Regions from separate parts of the Zea mays genome. Here region 2 is linked to region 1. The links are chromatin contacts, called in public Hi-C maps. All regions are on one chromosome and are shown on one strand. Each heading gives the region's core, a stretch centred on a gene start, on an enhancer-like site or on the middle of the called end of the contact. The rest is flanking DNA. Distances are from core to core; before and after follow the strand shown. Region 1 holds the start of LOC100274169 (b-box zinc finger family protein). Region 2 has its middle 9.7 kb from the start of LOC100194109.

Region 1 (5,684 bases), core at 922-3,421:
TTTAGGTGAGTGTCCATACGTTGCAACGGGGACATATAATATCACATTTGAATTTATTGAGTGTTAATCCATTGCAGAATTCAAGCAGCTAAGAAGTGTTACGCCCATTGACATCTTTCTACGACAAGAGACTCGGGCAAGAGAACTCGGACGTGCTGAGGGGGAGAGGAAGGAGAGGAGGAAGAAGTGGGTGTCGTCATCTGTGTCATCCGCAAGGTCGTCTTTTTGTTTTGCTTGCTTTTATAAAATTTGATTTCACATCCACTTCCTAGATAACAAACGAGCATGTTTAAGACATTTGTTAGAGTTGCTCTAAAACTCATATTTTGTGAAATATTTTGTACGCCGTTGCAACGCACGGGCATATACCTAGTTATATATTATATATTATTATTATTATTATTATTATTATTATTATTATTATTATTATTATTATTATTATTATTATTATTATTATTATTATTATTATTATTATTATAAAAGATGACTAGCTAGATGAGATCATATGATGAGACATAGCGTACGTTTGGCCACGCTACGCTTGCTAAAAAGGATCTCTAGGGCGGGCCGACCGTTATCTAGATAAACCAATGGGCCCCGGATGTGTGGTCACACTATATTGTTCCTCGAGTATCACATGCGCATTCGCTTTGCATCGACGCTTCCTGTAGCTAGCTCTAGTCTGGTACGAGAGTACGAAGCGGCATTAATTATGTGCATGTGCGGTGCGGAGACCACTATGCTTCTCCCTGGAAACGAAGAAACAAGGGGGCATGTAGATTGAGTGTATTGAGCGGTGTCTTCAAACGTACTCCTATTTAAGATGATAAATGTAAAAAAAAAACTTAAGACATGTATCTTAATAAAGACACCGTGTCTTTGATCTATGGTCGAGCAGAGGACTAGCTGATTGATCAATTTAATTTATTAAATGCTCTAATTTTTGCAATAATGAATATATAAGACATATGTTTTAAACACACCCACTGTATTATATTATATTTTAGGGCATGTAAACCCTAACACTGTTGACGGTACTCCAAGTATAAGACACAGCTAAAACACAGTATAATACATTGGGTGTGTTTAAAACATGTGTCTTATATATACATTACACCAATCAGACCATTCCATAAATTAAATTGATTAATCAACTAGTCTCTTGTCTCGAGCATAGAGCTAAGACATAGTGTCTTCGTCAAGAGACGTGTCTTAAGTTTTTTTACACACCCACTTAAATACACTCAAAGACATAGCTCAAAACACTAATTATACATACCTTTAGCTGTGTCTTATACTTAGGGTGTGTTTGGTTTGGCTTTTGGCTTTGGCTTTTGCCTCCTAAAAGCCAAAAGCCAACCAAAGGGCTGGATCCAGGAAGCAGCTTTTTCTAAAAGCCGACTTTCTCGTAGTGCAAAACTGAAAGCACCCCTGGACCTGCTTTTAGTGGCTTTTGGATGGAACTGTGAAAACATATATCGAAGAACTTTTAACGACTTTTAGTGATTTCCACCAAACGATTTTTAGCTTTTTAACAGCACACAGCCTATAGCAGCTTTTTACACAGCTCACAGCCCACAGCAACTTTTTCCACAGCCACAGCCCAACCAAACAGACCCTTAGAGTACCGTACACCAGTGTCAGGGTTGTACATGCCTTAAAATCACAAGCGGAAATTTTGATAGATACACATCGATCGGTATTCATCATCTTCGACAAATGAAATAAATATATCGTACATATCGAATGATATTAATTCGATGTCGTAAATTTTAATAGTTTTTTTCAGCAATTCAATTAAGTTATAAAAAGTTTAACTTAAATAATCCTAGCAACCTATTTGTTTAACTTCAAAAGTTTCAAAAGCTATTTCTTGTCCATCCGGCTTCGGGCTGCGGTAAAAGATCTGCCGACGTGGATGTCCGTGCCGCCGGCACGCCGCGTGCCGACCAGCGAGCAGCTGGCAGGGCCGGGCCCCAGGCCCCAGCTCAGCTACGACAGCAGAGTGAAACCAGTACTACCTGGCCCTCCGGACGGGCGAATGGGAGCGCGCGACGTCGCCTCCACCGACCGGTCATCTCCGATCTACCGCTGTCGCCGTTCGTTCGTACGGACCCCTCCCTTCCCGCCCCCGCGATAATATCTCCCGCCTCCGCCCTCCGCCACGCCTCAACTCCCAACCGTCCCCGCGTGCGTGACGCTGACGGCCGCATCCGCCGGATCCATCGTCCACCTGACAAAACCCCGCCCCCGCTAGGCGGCTGAGCTTCCCTTCCACTCTCTCTTCCCCTGCAGCCTGCAGCTAAGCTAATCCACCCCCACCCCCGAGCTGAATCGCCCCTCTTCCCCTTTCTATCCTCATCCTCCCCCCGCTGCCGCGAGCTCAACCTGTGCATGGTCGTCGCAGCAACAGCTCCATGAAGGTGCTCTGCTCCGCGTGCGAGGCGGCCGAGGCGCGCCTGCTCTGCTGCGCCGACGAGGCTGCCCTCTGCGCGCGCTGCGACCGCGACGTGCACGCCGCCAACCGCCTCGCCGGCAAGCACCACCGCCTGCCGCTCCTCCCGCCCGACGACGTCTCCGCGCCCAACTGCGACATATGCCAGGTACGTGTAGCGCCTCTGTGGTACACACACACACAAAAGAAGATATTTTGCTGCCCTGCCCTGCGCACCGCCGGCTGACGACTCCCCTCCTGCCGGCTCTCCAGGAGGCCCACGCCTACTTCTTCTGCGTGGAGGACCGCGCGCTGCTCTGCCGGGCCTGCGACATGGCCGTGCACACGGCCAACGCCTTCGTCTCCGCGCACCGCAGGTTCCTCCTCACCGGCGTCCAGGTCGGCCTGCAGCCCGCCGCCGCGGCCCAGGACGCAGACCCGCACCCGCCCGCCGCCGCGGAACCCCTCCAGACGCCCCCGCCGCCCGACAGGAAGGCGGCGGCGGCCGGCGACGGCAGCAGCCCGGCGCTGCTCTACAGCGACGACGACATCGACTGGGCGGCCGGCGCGGACGCCGGCGGCGGCGTCAGCGTCGCCGTCACCCTGCCGGACTGGTCGCTCGTCCACGAGCAGTTCGGCGCCCCGCCGGTGGTGCCCCGACACGCGGACCCGGCGCTAGCCAGAACGCCCTCTTCCAAGCGCAGTCCCCGGCGGTCGGTCGCCGCGGCGTTCACCGTCCAGGGCGGCGGCGGCCTTGCAGGGGGCTTGCCGGACTGGCCGCTCGACGAGTTCTTTGGCTTCTCCGAGTACAGCGCCGGCCTCGCCTTCGCTGAGAATGACACGTCCAAGGTCAGCACTCAGTTCTCGATTCTCAGAAATGGCCACTGAATGGAATAATGATGCTGGCAAATTCGTTTCGAATCTATCTGCATGTATACTTTGCCTGAACGTAATTTCGGCAGCAGACTCCGTCATCACTGAGCGTAGTTTTTTAGTTCATGATGCAAGCTCGCTTGAATTTAGGCAACTGCATGCGTCATACATGTTTCTGAATTTTGATTACAGAGCAAGCGAACTCTGTTCACAGCCAAGTTCGAACATCTGACGATGCATACACCTATATATTGTTGCCTGACAGCGCTCCGTCTTCCATTGGCAGGCCGACAGCGGGAAGCTCGGGAGCACCGACGGCTCGCCGGCCGGCCGGCCGTCGTCCGACGCGTCCCAGGACTTCTTCGGGCAGGTGCCGGAGTTCCACCAGTGGTCCGTGCCGGAGCTCCCTTCCCCGCCCACGGCCTCGGGGCTCCACTGGCAGGGCGGCCCGCGCCACGGCGCGGCCACCACCACCGACGTGGCCGCCGTGTTCGTGCCGGACATCTCGTCCCCGGAGAACCCCTTCTGGTGCTACGCCACCGCCGCTGGCCAGGCGCCGACGAAGCGCCGCAGGAGATGTTGAAGTAGGGAAGATCGAGATTGTCTTGTTCAGTACTGGAGTGGCGTAGGCTTGCAAGAAACAAACACAGTTGCTGTACTGTACTCCCATGGTGACGTACTATCTATATACTCCATATCGCAGCAGCGTAGCTCGTAGGGAAGTGCGGAGCTAGAGTGGTTAATTAGGGCTACTCTACTACTACCATTGTATTTTTTTTGTTGCTGTTGACGATGATTAATTAGGACGCCTAATATGTAGTACGGGGTAGGTTGGTTGTGTGTTAGCTTGGCGCGTGCTATCAGAGAATTGATGAGAAAAAGGTAAGATGGAAATAAAGAAAACGATTGTTGTGCAAAAGGACTTAATGCCCCGTTTGGATCCTTGAAATTGAATTTCATTCCAATAATAATAATTTAGACACATATCAATTAAGTTAATTCAGTTTTATACAAAATATATTTATATACTATTATTAACAAGTTGTGCTATATTTTTACTAAACATGAGCGAGTCGAAGAGCGTTCTATAAGTTATAGAGTAGAAACAAATTCTACTGATATATAAAATCATTTCTTATCCTTCACCACGTGAATTTAAGATAGCCTTAATTATATCTGAACTTTAGAAAGTAGTGAAATATTAAATGTTAAGCTAAATATGTTATTTTATTAAGTAAATTTTAATTCCTCCAAAATGAATAGATCCAAATGTCCCGTAAGTGCAAACATATAATGTAGGGCTAATTAGAAACATGCCACTTAGCTTTTGCAAAATTAGATAGCTAGTTTATTTTGATGTGACATCCAAATAAACTAGCTATCTAAATTTGCAAAAGTTGAGTGACATATATACAACTAATCCTATAATTTAGCACCCCAGCTACTCCCAGACCGGCGGCACTTACTCATGTGAGCCTTCTCAAAATCATAAACTATACCTACAGACCAACACGAGTATTTTGTGTGCACTTTGTCCTCACTCGTGCGCACCCGGAAAACCTCTCGTCCGATTACCCATCTTAAGATTGCTCTAAGTCAAACATGAGTAACATAGAGGTTCTTTTGATATAGTCTTTCAAAAAAGAAGATCCACCTTGTTAATGTGAATATTCTATCAACCTATGGAACCAAGATATCACGATCCCTGGACCAGGATACCACATAAGTTGGCATTCTAGGCTTTTAAATCATGATCCAATTGTAGTTTATAATTAATATTTAAACACGTAGCTTTATCAAAACCACCTTAATAAATTCCGGTTGTGTGTACAATTGAATCAGGCCCGGCTCTGGGCATAGGGCCACCTTGACGGGTGTCCTAGCCCCCCCCCAAATTCTAGGGGGCCCACATCACGCAGTTAATTGTATAGCTAACAAGATAGCTAATGTTGAGTTAAATAATTTAATCTCTGAGTTGAGAGTTTTGAAGGTAAGCTTTCTAGAACCACACATGTCTTTCTATGGAGATATTCGAGTATGTCAATAAGATGGATTCATATCATAATGTTTATACAGCTTATCAAATCTTGTTTACTATACCTAACATGGTGGCACCAACGGGCAACAGAAAGGAGTTTTTCGATGTTGAAATAATTAAAGAACTATTTGAGGTCTACAATCTCTCCAGAAAGATTAAATGGTTTGGCCATCTTATGTTTTGAGAAAAAAATTAGATAAGATTGATATCAACACAATCATTGATGGTTTTGCCTAAGAAGTGTTAGAAAAAACTTTTGAGGTATTGTAAAATTTATTTGATATAATATTTTGATATCACATTTATTGTTATTGATATAATATAATATTATATACATGT
Region 2 (5,684 bases), core at 889-3,388, 120 kb after region 1:
TCTAAACCTCTAAAACTAATAGTTAGCAGCTAAAATTAGCTAGAAGGTTTAGAACAAATCAGCTAATAGACCAACTAATTATTAGTTATACCTCTCAAACAAATTAGCACGGGTGATTCCAGGATCTGCGTTTATTTCCAACAATTGGCTGCATATATATTGCACGCGTGCAGGTCGCGAGGTGATCTGCTACGAGAGCCCTCGGCCGCCGGCGGGGATCCACCGCGTGGTGTTCGTGCTCTACCAGCAGACGGCGCGCGGCGCCGTCGACCAGCCGCCGCTTCTCCGCCACAACTTCTGCACCCGCAGCTTCGCCGTCGACCACGGGCTGGGCGCCCCCGTCGCCGCCGCCTTCTTCACCTGTCAGCCCGAGGGTGGCACCGGCGGCCGCCGCCACGTCCTCCGCCAGCCAGCAAGGTCACCAGCGCCTATAGATGTCCAAACAGTACGGGCCGTCCGTTTGGCCCGTGACCCGGCACGATTTTGGCCCGGTCCAAGCACGGTCCGGCACGGTTAATAACGGGTTCGGGTCGGCACGGCCCGTTAAGCGGGCCGGGTTTGGACGGCTACGAAGGCCCGCGTGCTATGGCCCGGCCCGGCACGAGCTGCAGGCCGGCACGGTGGCGGCCCGTAAGCCAGCCACAGACAGCCTAGCCCTGCGGTTGCACTCGAGGTTGACGACGCCGCCGGCTGTTACTGTCGGCGGCAAGAAGTACGTACGTACACGGCTGCCACCTTCTTCGCTGTCGCCACGTCTGAAGTCTAAACAAAGTCGACGTACACGACCAGTCGATCGAGTGCTCTAGCCTGACTTGATTTGGTGGCTGCGCAGCAGAGAGCACGCAGCAGCCGTCACCACCACCGCGACCTACAAATTGAAGAGCGAGGCACCATGGCTGGCTGCACTGCACACCTCCACGAAAGACAGACACTAGCTAGCTAGTGATTCGATCCGAGTGGCACGCGGGCCCCATGCATGCATGTCGTGCTGCCTCACGAGATGGCGACGTCGCACGCCATGCTCTGGAACGGCCGCGCAGACGACGGCGGAGAGAGGGCGATGACCACGGGCGAGCAGAACGCCTGCAGGGAGTAGCGCCTGCTGCTGACGCCGCCGGTCTCGAAACAGTGCGGGCCAGTGTTGGACACGGCCCGTTAGGCACGGTGGGTTTTCGGGCCGGCCCGGCACGATCTAGACATGGACGTGCCGTGTTTGGGCACACAGCTGAGCACGTGGGCCGGCACGGCCTGACCCGATCTATTAACGGGTCGTGCCTGGCCCGGCACTATTTGGACCGGGCCGAATCGGGTTCGGGTCGGGCCCGTGCCGGGTGGCCCGTTTGGACATCTATACCAGCGCCCTAGCTCTGGTTGCTGCGGAATGGCCATCAGTACGTGCATGTGCGACAAACTTTACGACGTACAGGCTACATATATGACGACGACGACGACATAGATACTCAGTTTATCAGCACGATGATGATACGTATATACATATCCAAGCATTGGCGTATGTGTATATATGAACACGCAAGACTGTATATGCTGGGGTTTGTGATTGATATACATCGTTGTGATTGTGAAATAGCATGCTGCATTCCATGGATCTGCATGAGAGAAATAAATCTTGCATGCAGAGGGTGCATGCGTGCGTAAATATTAACTTGTGATCACGGATCACCCGCAAATGAAATAAATGTCGTCACAGTTCATCAGTAGCCGGTAGCCGCCTGTTGTAAATTAAACCACATACAATATTATGGTTGAAACTTGAAAGAGCTCGAGCTCAAGGATGTATATGTATGCAGGATTTGAAATTTGTTAGATAAAATGAAAATTTTAAGTATATGTGTGTTTAATCAGTAAGTGATATTTAAAATAATGCGCGTAATGAATTTTTAAGCATATGTGGGTTTGTGGTTGAGCTGGAGCTTTACCAAGCAGCCTCTAATTAAGAATATGTTAATAAATTAAACTGAAGATATATGCAAAGAATAATGACAATCGCTGTCACAAGGTTCTCTTGTGAACCCGGCCGTGCATAGATTCCTCTGTTTGCTAGGTATAGTACTAGGTGGACCCATCACTCCCGGCTGATAAAAATAAAAGCGTTTGATTTTTCTCCTGGGACAGCTTGCTCCAGATTGTCGTGTCTGCTCGCGGCTTTGGTGTAGATGTATCGGTGACGTCCTCTCCTCTCTCCGTCAGTGTTTGTAGGGTCTCAAGTTTATTACCGTGCGTGTATTAAATTGGATGTTTGAATATTAATTACTAGCATTAAATATAATCTAATTATAAAAACTAATTACATAACTAAACACTAACAATGAGACAAAATTTTAAGCCTAATTAACCTATGATTCACAAATGTATAATGTAGCATTATTTGTGTACTTAGTGTTGTAATTAGTCTATATTTAATAATTATAGCTAGCATCTAAACATCTAATATGACATGGGCTAAATTTTAGCTCTAGTGATCAAACGCCTAACCATTAGACCTTGGATGTCTTGCAGACATGTCCTCCGGCTAGGGATGAAAACGAGACGGGAAAATCCCGTACCTACCTGTTTCTGTTGGGGGGCCTTCGGCTTCCGAAGGTCCTCAAAAATATGATTTAAACAATGTTTCTGGAGTATAATGTGTGAACAGGTATCTTCGGACTCGAATCAGTACCACAGTGAGAGAAGCCCAAAGAATACGAAGGTTGATACAGCGCCGAAGCTGTGAGCAGGAAAGCTTCGGCGTGATAGCAGAAAAGGAAACCGACTTAAAGATGAAAAGTCTATTCAAACCTCGGTGGATTTCTATAGAATTACTATCAAATGTAAAGGGCATGGATGTAATTTTACATGGGCTGTGTCCCATACCTATAAATAGGTGAACAGTGCTCCCGTACCGAGGACACTGACTGGTCATTTGCTTTTGCGTCACGCTTGTACCTTTACCTCCTTTTAAGCCGAAGGTACATTTGTAATTTGATCCCATTTCTATTTTTCCATAATAATATAGAAATGAGTTGATACTCCCTCCGTCCCAGTATATAAGGCGTAACCACCTCTGGTTCAAAGACCAAGAAATGCATTTAATTGTCTCTATACCACTGCATCGATATACGTATACATAGAGAGAGCACGCCTTATATTGTGGGACAAGAATAAAAAGTGGTTACGCCTTATATCCTGGGACGGAGGGAGTAATAATATATAATTATTTACGTTATCCTTTATATTTCATATGTTTTCTTCTTCATTATCATATGTTGTGTTTATGAAGGTAAGTCCTTCATAACCTTCGTCCGAAAATCATTGTATCCCAAAGGGAAATAATGCTTCGAAGGACGAAGGACTTTAACGTTTAACATTTTTTGTGTTGCCTTGTTCTTAACTCATAGCATTTGAGAACAAGTCCCCAACAGTTTCAAATACCTTTTTCCCGTTCATTTTCAAATTGTTCGGAAACCGATTAGAAACGGTACGAAAATAATTTAGCTAGTTTTCCGATCGTTTTCGTATTTTTCGTTTGAGTCGTGATGATATCATTTTTTACTGTTTTATATAATATGAGATATATCTAGCATATAATTTATGCAAGTTACATTTTTTTGTTGGGTTCAAGTGAATGAATAAGAGAAAAAGAAAAGTTATAATTACTCTAAATAATATGAATGATGACGGAAAGTTGTTTGTGTATTTTAATGTCTTAAAAATTAGGCAATATACATTACCAGAATCCGGGTTTTGCCGAGTGTCTAGCTCTTTGCCGAGTGCCAAGTAGGCAGGCACTCGACAAAAAATATAAAAATAAAGAAGCTCCTTTTGTCGAGTACCAGCCAACGCACTAGGCATAGAGACTGGCAAAGGGGTCCACAGGTGCTCCCTTCGCCGAGTGCCAAGTAGGCAGGCACTCGGCAAAAAATCGTTTTGCCGAGTGCTAGCTTGTGACTCTCATCACAGAGGCTACCGTGGGGGCCCACTAGAGCTTCCTTTGCCAAGTGCCAGGCAATCAGGCACTCGGCAAAGGCTTTATCGTCGTCACTTGTTGCGTCATAGTGACTTTTCTTTTTGCGGAGTAAGAGGTGGCAATCGGCAAAGATGTCGTTGCCGAGTGTTTCTAAGGCGGCACTCGGCAAAGTAGTCTGTTTCGGTAGTGATGCCACTTTATTGTGTATTTGTGGAAACTACAAATATTTGTATTTCCGACTAGAGTTTATCATTTCAAATAATCGAGAATTGTGTCATATTTCAACCATTGGTTTTCGTTTCTGTCCTAATAAAAATATGAAAACAAAATCAATTTAGCTATTTTTGAACGTTTTCATCCCTATCTCGAGCAAGGGGATGCTCTGTTCCCCTACCTATTGCTACTAGTTGTAGATGCCCTATATGTAAAGCCCAAATTATGTATAGGAGAAAAAAATAATAAATATATTTATATATTAGTATTTTGAGAATTATTTGATTTTCTTTGTGCATACTTACTTAAGGAAAGGAAATAAACAAAGAGGAATTCTAACTAAGACTACTACCCTCTCCATTGCCAAATAAAAGGAAGAAAGATAAATAATAATATTAAATAGGTAAGATTTATATTCATATTTGAATTATGTTGAGATTGGGAATAAAAAAATCAAAACAGGAATTTGAATTTGGGTTGAATACTTCAAATTGTAGATAGAAAAGGAAATAAAAAAATGGGCAAACCTGCACGTGGGCTGACTTCATTCCTTTTGGCCCACTCATCTCTCCCCCTCTGCATGGCTGCTTGGGCTGAAAGCCTTCCCTGCCGGCCCACCTCCTCCTGCGAGCGTTTAATCAGTCGGCCACCTCCATGTGGACCACACCGGTCGGGTATCCACCCGCGCGCAACCAGTATCACTTACGTGTGGGCCCCTAAAGTCAATTCTATCCCTACCAACAGAACCTCCGACACGAACGCATCGCCTCGCCTGGAATATCTCCCCCGTAGCTTCCGCGCTGGGTTGTTGCTGCCGCTCGCCGCAAGCTTCAGAATTCCGTTGGGGATTGCTCTGCTCGCCCCTATAAAGCTTAGTCGATGCCCCATCCCCTATAACCGAGCACAAGCAGAAACACAGAGAGAGGGAACGTGAGATGCCGCTGCGGGTGATTTGAGCTAATGGCAAGGGCGGGTCTTCGGGATTGGACCCACGGGCCTCATCATGCCGCTCGGAATACCGTCGTGGCCTCGTCGTGGGTGGAGCTCTTGGAATTGCTTGCCATGGATACGTCGTCGCCGCGGATCCGCCTGTTGCCGCAGCCCTGCTTCTCTGCTTCCCCATTACTGGTATGGTGTACCTCAATCAGATCGCTAGGTCCTCCGGTTTGCGTAGCACTAGTTAATCGGTAGGATTAAGCCTCAAATCGCCTATTGGCCAACTCCTGCAAGGAGCGCGGCCGCAGACCTGTGCGCCGTCGTAGGTGTCCGTCAGTGTGGAGGATGAAGATACATCCTTGGCCGTTGGATCGGGCTTCAACGGTGGCGATTAGGGGAGAGCTCTGGGCTGTAGATCGACCCACGGATGGCTTAAATTGGGCAAACGTATTTATTCACACAGCAATGATCCGAACCGTTGGATCATGATCCAAAGGGGGGGAATGGAAACACGATTTTAACCATAACTGATCTGAACCCTAGATAGCTCATCCAACGGCTGATGTGTATT

Evidence for each region. Hi-C and Micro-C count contacts between places; a contact is called where the count stands out from the background.
Region 2: a Hi-C map of ear shows a contact between it and region 1, with 3 times the contacts expected there. The contact joins the enhancer-like site here to the promoter of LOC100274169 in region 1. A contact is called at or near these places in 5 of 25 Hi-C or Micro-C datasets (ear, leaf and tassel).

The regions. Positions count from the first base shown.
Region 1 is chr3:5,110,605-5,116,288 of Zm-B73-REFERENCE-NAM-5.0, forward strand. LOC100274169 (b-box zinc finger family protein) reads left to right here and starts at 2,172. Exons shown (of 3, transcript NM_001279637.2): 1 at 2,172-2,603; 2 at 2,708-3,283; 3 at 3,594-4,221. The coding sequence starts at 2,418. The coding sequence ends at 3,890.
Region 2 is chr3:5,225,898-5,231,581 of Zm-B73-REFERENCE-NAM-5.0, forward strand. No RefSeq gene overlaps it. Among protein-coding and RNA genes, the nearest start is that of LOC100194109, 9.7 kb to the right of the region's middle. Within about 2 kb of position 2,139, at least 16 of the 20 cell types and tissues checked have an H3K27ac peak or open chromatin away from gene starts, as enhancers often do. A contact at or near this core is called in ear, leaf and tassel, where this site is marked.